Linked DNA regions of Capra hircus: region 1 is linked to region 2. A link is a contact called in public Hi-C data. All regions are on one chromosome and are shown on one strand. The core of a region is the stretch at or near the end of the contact, and the rest is flanking DNA. Distances in the headings are between cores, read along the strand shown.

Region 1 (4,153 bases), core at 1,180-3,679, 210 kb after region 2:
ACTAACACCTTATGTAAGTAAAAAGGAGTAAGAATGAAGAGTGTGGAGGGACAAGGAACCCAGAGGACAGACCTTCGGGGGTCTGGGGTGTGCTGTTACTCGGGGTGAACAGGACACGACCCCTCTGGGCTTGGTGCTCCCCCGCTCGCATCCGGTGTTTTACTAGGTAAGTGAAAGTCGCTCAGTCATGTCCAACTCTTTTCGACCCCATGAACTGTCCAGCCCAGAATACTGGAGTGGTTAGCTGTTCCCTTCTCCAGAGGATCTTTCCAACCCAGGGATCAAACCCAGGTCTCCCACATTGCAGGCGGAGTGTTTTACTAGGTAGTCAGCGTTTAAAATCTCTTTTCTCTAAACATGAATTCCTTCTCACCCTGGGCATGCAGATTTTAATTTTCCTTAGTTCCTACCCTGCCTAGTATTAACCAGGCCACTTTATATTACCTGCCTGGCCCTGAAGCCATCTGATCTCATAGCTTCTGGTCTACACTTCTGGTTTTGCAAACCCTGGGTGCAGAGCTTGGCAAGGCAGAGAGCTACCTTGGATGGGGGCTAGCTGAGGGGGTGGATGGACACACGGACAGATTGATGGGATGGGTCGGGGGAGGGAGGGAAGGAAGTCATCCTTGCACAGGATGCCTAGATGTGGGAATGAGGGTCACAGAAACCCCCTCTCTCCACTGGAGAGCTGACTCCTCGCCCAGGTGTCCATCTCCTAGACACGTGCCCAGACTGTCCCTCAATCTGGGGATACAGGGAAGGAAACAGACTTGACTGAGTCCTACTACGTGCTTGTCCCTGGTGTTCTTCAGCTCATCTGGCCCTCCTGTGAGGGGGACAGTCTATCCCCATTTCTCAGGTGAGAAAAACAAGGCTCTGGGACGGGACATCAACCCTACCTTCCTCCCGCCACGCAATGCATTCCCACATAATCAGCATCTGTATTTTCTGTTTACAAAGCAAACCATATCCATTATTCTACTTGATTACCCCAGATCACCCCAAATGCTATTTTTTTACTTTAGAGTAAAAACGAATAAAGAAGGAATAAAAAAAAAAAAGATGCCAAAACTTGGCCAGGTCTTGGCAGTGCTGGGGGCGGTGGTTCACTCTCAAGACTCCGGACCCCATGCCTCCTGTCCTCTGCCCCATCACCCTGGAGTCTGGCCTGGGGACCAGGTCCCTGGCAGAGAGAAGCTGGAAACCCAAGGCTGCCAGGTGGGCCAGGCCATGAGCTGCAGGTTAAAGTGAGAGGAGCTCTGGTGGGCCTGAGGCCTGGCCTGGGGGAGGGCCAGCCATGGCTGGGGGGGATGTCCCATACCTGGGGCTGTTACATGCGGTAGTTCTAGGTCTTTCCAGAGAAGACAAAGATCTGGATTTTAAAAGAATGTGAAACCTCCAATTGTAAAGAAATGTTGGTAACTAACTAAAAAACAACAAAGAAACACTGAGTGAAAGAGACCAGCCGTGGGCCGACTCCACGCTCCAGGCTTCGACCTCAGCAGCCTGCCGGCATCGCAGGCCGTGCGCCCGGCCACAGGCCTGGCCTGAGTGCAGCCGGATGCCTGTTAAGGGAGAGGCCGGGGCCTGGCTGAGTAGGAGGAAGGGTTTCGAGGCAGTGGCGTGCGGTGAGGCAGTGCCGGGACGGGCTGAGCCAAGCTCACCCCCAGTACCCACCTCTTCCTCGGGTTTTACCGATAACGTCTATTCCTGGCTGTTCCATGGTGGAAAACAACAGGCCCCTGGGGGATCAAAGATTCTTTAGGAAATACAAAACGAAATGCGTTTTACTTCGCTTTAATTAAAAAAAACATATAAATACATGCCAGGGTTTTTTTTTTAATAAGGAAAGAGGCTGAAAAAAAAAAAAAAAAGACAAACTCCAAACCTGTAAGGACTCCCCGCTTCCAGGTGGCAGGAGGCCTGCAGGTGGCTTGCAGGCTCAGCAGTCAGGGGTCCTGCCTCCAGAGGAACAAGTCTCAGTGACAGCCTTGGCAGGGGGTTACCCAGCCTGTGCTCTATGACATGTCCCCACGAGGCCCTGTCCCTCAGACCAAGGGGGGGTTTCTGGGGAACATGGAGAGTCCTCCATGATGGGGTGGCCGGAAGCTGGAACGTGAGTCTGTGTGGATGGGGCAGACCCCCAAGGCCCACAGCTTCTGACCCCTCACTGGACAGCGGGCAGATGTCCACAGAGAAAGCTCAGGACCTGGGCAGGTGGCTCTGCTCCTGAAGGGCAGGATCGTCTCAGAAGCCCTTGGAGGACCAGCCCACCGGGGGCCCTCACCACAACCCAGGATCCAGAGAGATTGGAAACAGGAGGAGAACAGGCGAGGAGCGGCATCTCTGAGCTCCCCCACCCAGCTCCGGGGGTGACAAAGCAGAGTCCTGAAGGCCAGCTGTGGACAGGCTGGGAGCAGGCGGCCAGCTGGTCCTCCGCCCAGAGCTCCAGGCCAGAAACCACAGCCAGGGCCGGGCTGGGCACACAGTGTTCCCATGGGTGGGATGCAGGAATCCTTGGGTCCCGACCTTGCCAGGCCACCCCCACACATGGGCAGAGGGCCCCCAGGAAAGAACTCTCGGGAGGCTCGCCAGGACCACACAGGCCTCAGAGGTGGACCCACTTGTTCCAGTTGACCTCGTTGGGGAAGACGCGGCCGAGGCGGATGGTGCAGTCTAGCGTGGGCTCGTAGAACACCACGGGGCTCTCGTCTGGGCTCAGCGGCGCCTCTCCCACTGGCGGCTTCGAGAAGAGCGAGGCGGCCGCGGGCTTTCTCAGCACACACTTTTTAATGCAGCCCAGGGTCTCCAGCCCCTGCAATGGCACAGACAGACCGGTTTCCAGGGGCATTTAAGGACCACGTTCTCTGTACCCAGAGCGGCCTCCCAGAACAGACACAGGAGGGTGACCTTGAGAGACGAGCAGGGATTGACCAGGCAGGTTTAAGCAAGAGCCCAGCGTGTGAGAGAGAAGGGCGTGGACAGCATTTATACAGCGGCCCCGTGTTGAGCAGGGGCTGCAGACTGGCTTCCAGATGGGGTTGTTTGGCCCAGATCTGCTGTGAAGTGTGGCGAAATGCACACTGAACTTCCTGCTCCTGCTTCTGTCGAGGAGTTGGAACTCCTGTGCACACACAGCCGGAGCCCTGGGCGGCCATCAAGCCGAGCTGCCCTTAGGAGACTGTGGGCACCTCACCAGCTCTCCCGGCCACCCATGAGGGTTGGTCACTCACCTACCTGTCGGTCCCCGTGGGCATGCAAGCCCTTGAGCCCTGGTCTTGAGAAAGGGTCAGAGATAAGACCCCGTGGATGTTTCTATGTAAGCCTAGGCAGCAGCTCGGGGCTGAAGGAGGACCTGGGAGGGACAGCTGGGGTGGGAACCCGGGGCAGGGGTGGGGGCTGTGGGAGGCTGAGTGCTGAGAACTGGGGCTGGGTGCTGGCAGCGCTGAAGAGCAGATGCAGGAGGAAGGAAATTGGTGTGGGGCTCGGCCGGCACAGTGACCTCGGAGGGCAGTGGGGCAGGAGTAAGCTTTGGGGGTGGCGGGGGGGATACCAGGGGCCCAAGACTTTTCTGAGGAGCTGGCTCCCTGCGAGGAGGCCATTGCACCCTTGTGGGCTGAGCCGGTAAGCAGTGGCCGACCCCAGAGCTCAGCCCACGTGCCCATGGCCCCCGCCCTCTGAGACTGCGGAAGGGGAAAGGTGCAGTGGGGCCGGGACCCAGCGCGCGCCCTCCCCACCGAGAGGCTCACCTGGAGCAGCTCGAGCACGGCCAGCGGCTGCAGGACGCCCTGGTAGTGCTGCAGCAGGCAGCTCTCGGGCACGCCGGGCCTGGTCATAATGTGATACAGCACCGCCTCCATCATGCCCTTGACCACCGGCGCATTCAGGCGGCCGTCCACGATACGCCACGGGCGCCCGATGAAGCGCACGCTCTCACAGTCCCTGCGGCGGGTGGGGGCGGGGGACACAGGCATCAGGCTTAGTGGGGGAGGGGAGACAGCTGATTCCACGTGGCCCCACCTTGGCAGGGGCTGGGGACCACTTCCCTCCTGTTCTTCCGCCTCCAGCTCTCCTGCCGCCTGGAGGGATGGGCCCCAGCCCCCTCATCACCCCACACTGGTGGGGCAGGGAAAAGCCAGGACTTTTAGATTTA
Region 2 (4,572 bases), core at 716-3,215:
ACAGGGGCCCTGAGGGCCTGCCAACTGGGGGTTGGGGTACCCAGGAAGTTCACACTGGTGGCCACACAGGGGAGAGGGCAGCAGGGCGGCACCCAGCAGCAGGTGCTCAGAGCCTCCTCTGCACCGGCTGGGTGCGACCCTGCCGCCTCGACCGCCCAGCCTCCTGCTCGGACAGGCAGCAGGCCGCAGGGTGCTGCTCTGCTCCAGGCCCCCGGCCTCCTGCCCCCTTGCCTGGAACAGCACTGTGGAGGACCCCCTCTCCCCAGGGGTGCAGCCTTGAGGAGTGCAGCAGCTGGGGATACCTGCATCTTGAGGGCACAGCAGAGGATGGACGGAATAGTGGGAGCTGCTGTTTGGTGCCCACTGTGGCTAGGGAAGGGGTCTTACCAGCCAGAACCCCTGAGTCCAAGACTGTCTTTTCTGGAGCAGCTCTCCTGACTTGCTGTGCTTTTAGCGACCTTCCTCAGAGCCTCGTGAGAAATCCCTTTTCTGGGTAAGCTGATGGGGGTGGTTTCTGTGGCGTGCCTGGCACACACACCCACCCCCACTAGTCAGGGCTCCTACAGGGCTTCACGAAGGCTTGCATTTGCCCTCAGAAGGCTGGGCCAAGGTCCGGCCTGGCTCACACGGGCTCCAGCTGAACACCTTTCACCGCCTGGGAAGCGGGCCTCAGGGCCCAGGCTGGACCTGGGTCATACTCCATACCCGTCGACAAAGGTGAATTGGGCACAATGTCCCTCCCTGCACGGGTGGAGGACACCCCACTCTTTCAGTGCCCACTGCTTGTTCCCTCTCTGCCCGTAACATCATACTCAATTTGCTGAAACGACTTCTTCCTCACTCAGCCATGTGGCTCAGGAGGGGCTCCTTCCTGTGGCTGAGGGGAGACCCAGGTCACCAGTGCCCCCTGGACTCTCCCACTTCACTTCCACAAGTATGCAGACTGGATGCTTGCTGAGATGAGGGAGCCACTAAATCAGACCTGCCCTCTTCCTCCAGACGGTGGGGACTGGGTGCGCGGGTCCTGGAAGTATGGTGGCCATTTTGTTACCATGAAGAAAGAGGCTGATTTGCTGAGACCGTGTTTTAGCCCCAGCACGAGGCCAACACATAACAACAGGGTGGGTCAGCGATGCAGACGCGTGGGCGCCCTGGGCCCACTGCATCAAACCTCTTGAAGGGCCCCCTAGCCTTCTGTGCTGAGGCCAATCTGAGTTGGGTTTTGTATCATGACTGAAGGGGTCCTGATTGATACTGGGCTGGAAGGGAGGGGAGTCAGGCAATTAAAGTAGTGTGGCAAGTGATGGTCGAGAATGTACGGGGAGGTGGGGGACCGGGCATGGAGGTGGTGACCACCTCGCCAAGATCTAAAGGGTGAATAGGTGTTGGCAAGGGCAGGACACGCGGGGAGAGAGCAGGCAGGCGGAGGGACCGTGTGTGCAGGTTGCAGGGTGAGGAGCAGGAAAGTTCATCCAGGAACAGAGAAATACCACGCCCTGGAAAGTGGGAGGGGGGACAGTGAAACGCACAGGGCCCCTGCGTGGCGTCAGCCTCAGGGCAACGGGGGCCATGGGAGGGTGACCCTGAGGGAGAATCTGGAAGCAGTGCGGAGGGGAGGGGAGCTGGGCCAGCCTGGGTGGTGGCTGTGGGGCTGAGGGCCATCTGGCAGGTGGGCTGCACAGGATTTGGTGGTAGGCGTGATGCAGGAAGCCCAGGGGAAGGCGGCACCCAGGCCAATTTCCTGGGTCAGGCCTGGGGCAGCTGCAGGCGAGGCAGAGCGCCCAGAGATGACACACAGCCACAGCCCCTCCCGCAGCCTCGTGCCGTGCAGGCCGGTGCACCTCGGGCCAGGGAGAGTGTGGGGCGTGGGGCGGGCCCAAGGCCAAGGCTCCCACACATCCAGTAAGTCGGGCCGGCCAGTGTGAGTAGGACCAGTGACCAGAGCTAGGGACTGAAAGCAACGCTGCCCTGAGCAAGTGGCCTCGGGCCATGCTGGGCAGGAGGCGCTTGGCCAGCCTCAGCCCAGACCCAAGCCCAGGCCCCCAGCTCTCAGTGAGTGCCAAGAGAGGGGCGCGCCACCAGATGAGGCCGCAGAAGCTGCTGAGCAAGTTTATTCCAAACCTGTTAACAAGCAAACGTAAAAGGTAAAAAGGTGATCCACGTGAACCGTGAAACTGATGCCTCTCTTCCAAATGGGGCAGGCGGTCACTCCCCCGAAGGCGGCGGCCTGGCTAGTGCTGCCGGGACCGCAAGGACCTTTTGTTCGATCTGGACATACCGGTCTCCCTCTCCTTCTCGGGGTCGAAGACTTCTGCACAGAAAAGCCAGAAGGCACTGTGAGTGGCGGGGCTGGTGGGCGCCCCCAGCCATAAGCCTGTGCCGAGGACTCTGTCCCACGGAACAGTTCACCCCACAGGGAGGCAGGATGAGCCCGTCTGGGGATGCGCTTTCACCTCCCCTCCAGAGACAGCTGCAGGGGAGCGCATCTACTATACCAGACCCTCTCGCGTCTCAGGGTTTCTGCTGGGTTCCAGAGCACCTTGCGGAACCAACGCCAGCAAGCAGGCTGGCCTCCAATGACCACAGAAGGTACTTCAGTACACGGGGCCCGGGGCCCGCACACACATGGAGCCCTTGTTGGGGTGCCCTGTCTGCCCCTCGCCCCGGTGCCCCCTCAATGCCGGGCACTCACACTCTGGCATACACACAGCCCTGCCATAGGCCAGGAGGAAAGCAAGTGGCTGGGGGACACAGACCTGGCACCTCGTGGGGCCAGTAGTCATTACAGTGGGGACAGTGCGGCTCCGAGTTGGACTGGAAGTACTTAGCCACACAAGGTAAGTGCATCCTGATTCCACACGTCTCGCAGCTTTGACCCTGAAATGAGAAAGTGATGGCTTGAGAACACATCTCTGTGTTCATAACCCTTCAGCGGACTGCAAAGAAGGCATCCCACTGGCTTGGTAATTTTGTCTTCCAGGCCCCAAACGGACAATGAGAACAACTCTGAGTCTTCAGTGCAGTGGGTTTTAGTAAAGCAGCTGACAAGTGAGTGCAAAGGGAAGAAGCTCAAGGCTCCAGAGGCCAGAGGAGGGCAGAGTGGGTGGCGGTCAGGCCCTTGGAGCAGCAAGGCCGCCCCCAAGCCTGGACTCTGAGCACGAGTGGGCCCTGGAGGGGGCATGAAGACGACCACGGCTTTCAGAAGGCACTTCAGCAATGTGGGGCAGAGCTTTAAACAGCCGTGTGCACATGCTGTTCTAGAAATTCCACTCTTGGGATTCCAACCCAGGAAATATAACCACTAGGTGCCCAAGGATGGATGTGCCAAGAGGCCCAGCCCAGTGCAACTGATAAATGCAAAAAGAGAATGAAAAAGGAGGAAACACAGGGGCTTCCCTGGGGCTCCTGTGCCTTCCAGCACAGGGGGTGCAGGCGCGATCCCTGGTCAGGGAGCTGACGTCCTACCTGCCTCACTGCCGAAAAACTGAACCATGAAAAACAGAAGCAACGCTGTAACAAATTCAATGAAGGCCTTAAAAAAGGCATCAAAAAAATCTAAAGCGAAAAGGCAAAAGCAGAATCATCCAGCACTGGTCCAGCTGCTCTGCTCTGAAGCTGTACAATGTACTCAGAGGCCAACAGACGACAGGAATCTGTGGCTGAGACAGAAAGATGGTTGGCATGTTGCTGCCATGATAATAGGAGACACAGACTTCTGAGAGCACGCGTTGTAGCCCTGCGGCGACAGTGGGGGTCCTGGGCAAAGGCGCACAGCAGGGCGGGGGGCAAAAATAAAAAGAGCCTGGGACAGAGCAGAAGGACCAGGGAGAAGCAGGCCTTCGTGCACTTGTCGTCAGATGCTTCTGAGGAGATGCCCGTGGTCAGAGGCCTGGGCCCTGAGTGAGGCCTGGGCCCTGAGTGAGCCCTGCAGAGTGCGCCCCACCCGGCCCCGAGCACCTGGATGAGCAGGCTGCGGCAGATGTTGCAGACCTTCACGGCATCAGGGTACGTCTCCCGGATGTACTGATCCATCTCCAGGATGGCCCGGCCATGCAGGGTGAACTCCCCTTCCTTCTGTGGGGACACAAGGTGGGGGCATCTTTTATGAACTGGCATACCCAGCCTGCTTCCCGCCCAGGAGGTACCTCTGTTCCCATGGCCCAAAGCCAGGAAGGGGCAAAGGTCCGCACACCCCTTGCCCCGAAGGCGTTCACACCGACCCCTTGTACAGCCTAAAGTGGGGAAAACTTAGGTGAGACCTAAAAGAAAAGCAAGGCGAGGACCACTGCCCCACATTTCCTTAGCACCATCCTCGTGCCTTCACAGACAGGAATCCTGGAGCTGCCCCAGCACTCCTGGATGAGGACAGAGGCCGGGAAAGGGAGCCGTGACCCCACGGAGTGAACCCCACAGCCCTGAGCCAGGCTCTTACTCCTTCCTCTCCCTCCCCCAGTGCCTCCCGCCCCGACCCCAGGGAGCAGCACCGCAGTGCCTCCCAGCACCACTGCCTGGAGCCTCTGCCTGGACCATCCAAGATCACTTCCGCCCACACCACTTCACAGATGATGCCGG

Evidence for each region. A called contact is a pair of places that touch in the nucleus more often than the background predicts.
Region 1: a contact with region 2 is called in a Hi-C map of blood, with 2.7 times the contacts expected there. The contact joins two enhancer-like sites. A contact is called at or near these places in 2 of 5 Hi-C or Micro-C datasets (both in blood).

The regions. Positions count from the first base shown.
Region 1 is chr25:24,920,057-24,924,209 of ARS1.2, forward strand. GTF3C1 (general transcription factor 3C polypeptide 1) reads right to left here. Exons shown (of 37, transcript XM_018040599.1): 36 at 3,750-3,942; 37 at 1,782-2,815. The coding sequence ends at 2,609. Among named protein-coding and RNA genes, the nearest start is that of TRNAC-GCA, 3.6 kb to the left of the region's middle. Within about 2 kb of position 2,430, at least 3 of the 5 cell types and tissues checked have an H3K27ac peak or open chromatin away from gene starts, as enhancers often do.
Region 2 is chr25:24,712,031-24,716,602 of ARS1.2, forward strand. NSMCE1 (non-structural maintenance of chromosomes element 1 homolog) reads right to left here. Exons shown (of 8, transcript XM_005697624.3): 6 at 3,958-4,074; 7 at 2,757-2,877; 8 at 2,094-2,311. The coding sequence ends at 2,232. Among named protein-coding and RNA genes, the nearest start is that of KDM8, 24 kb to the left of the region's middle. Within about 2 kb of position 1,966, at least 3 of the 5 cell types and tissues checked have an H3K27ac peak or open chromatin away from gene starts, as enhancers often do.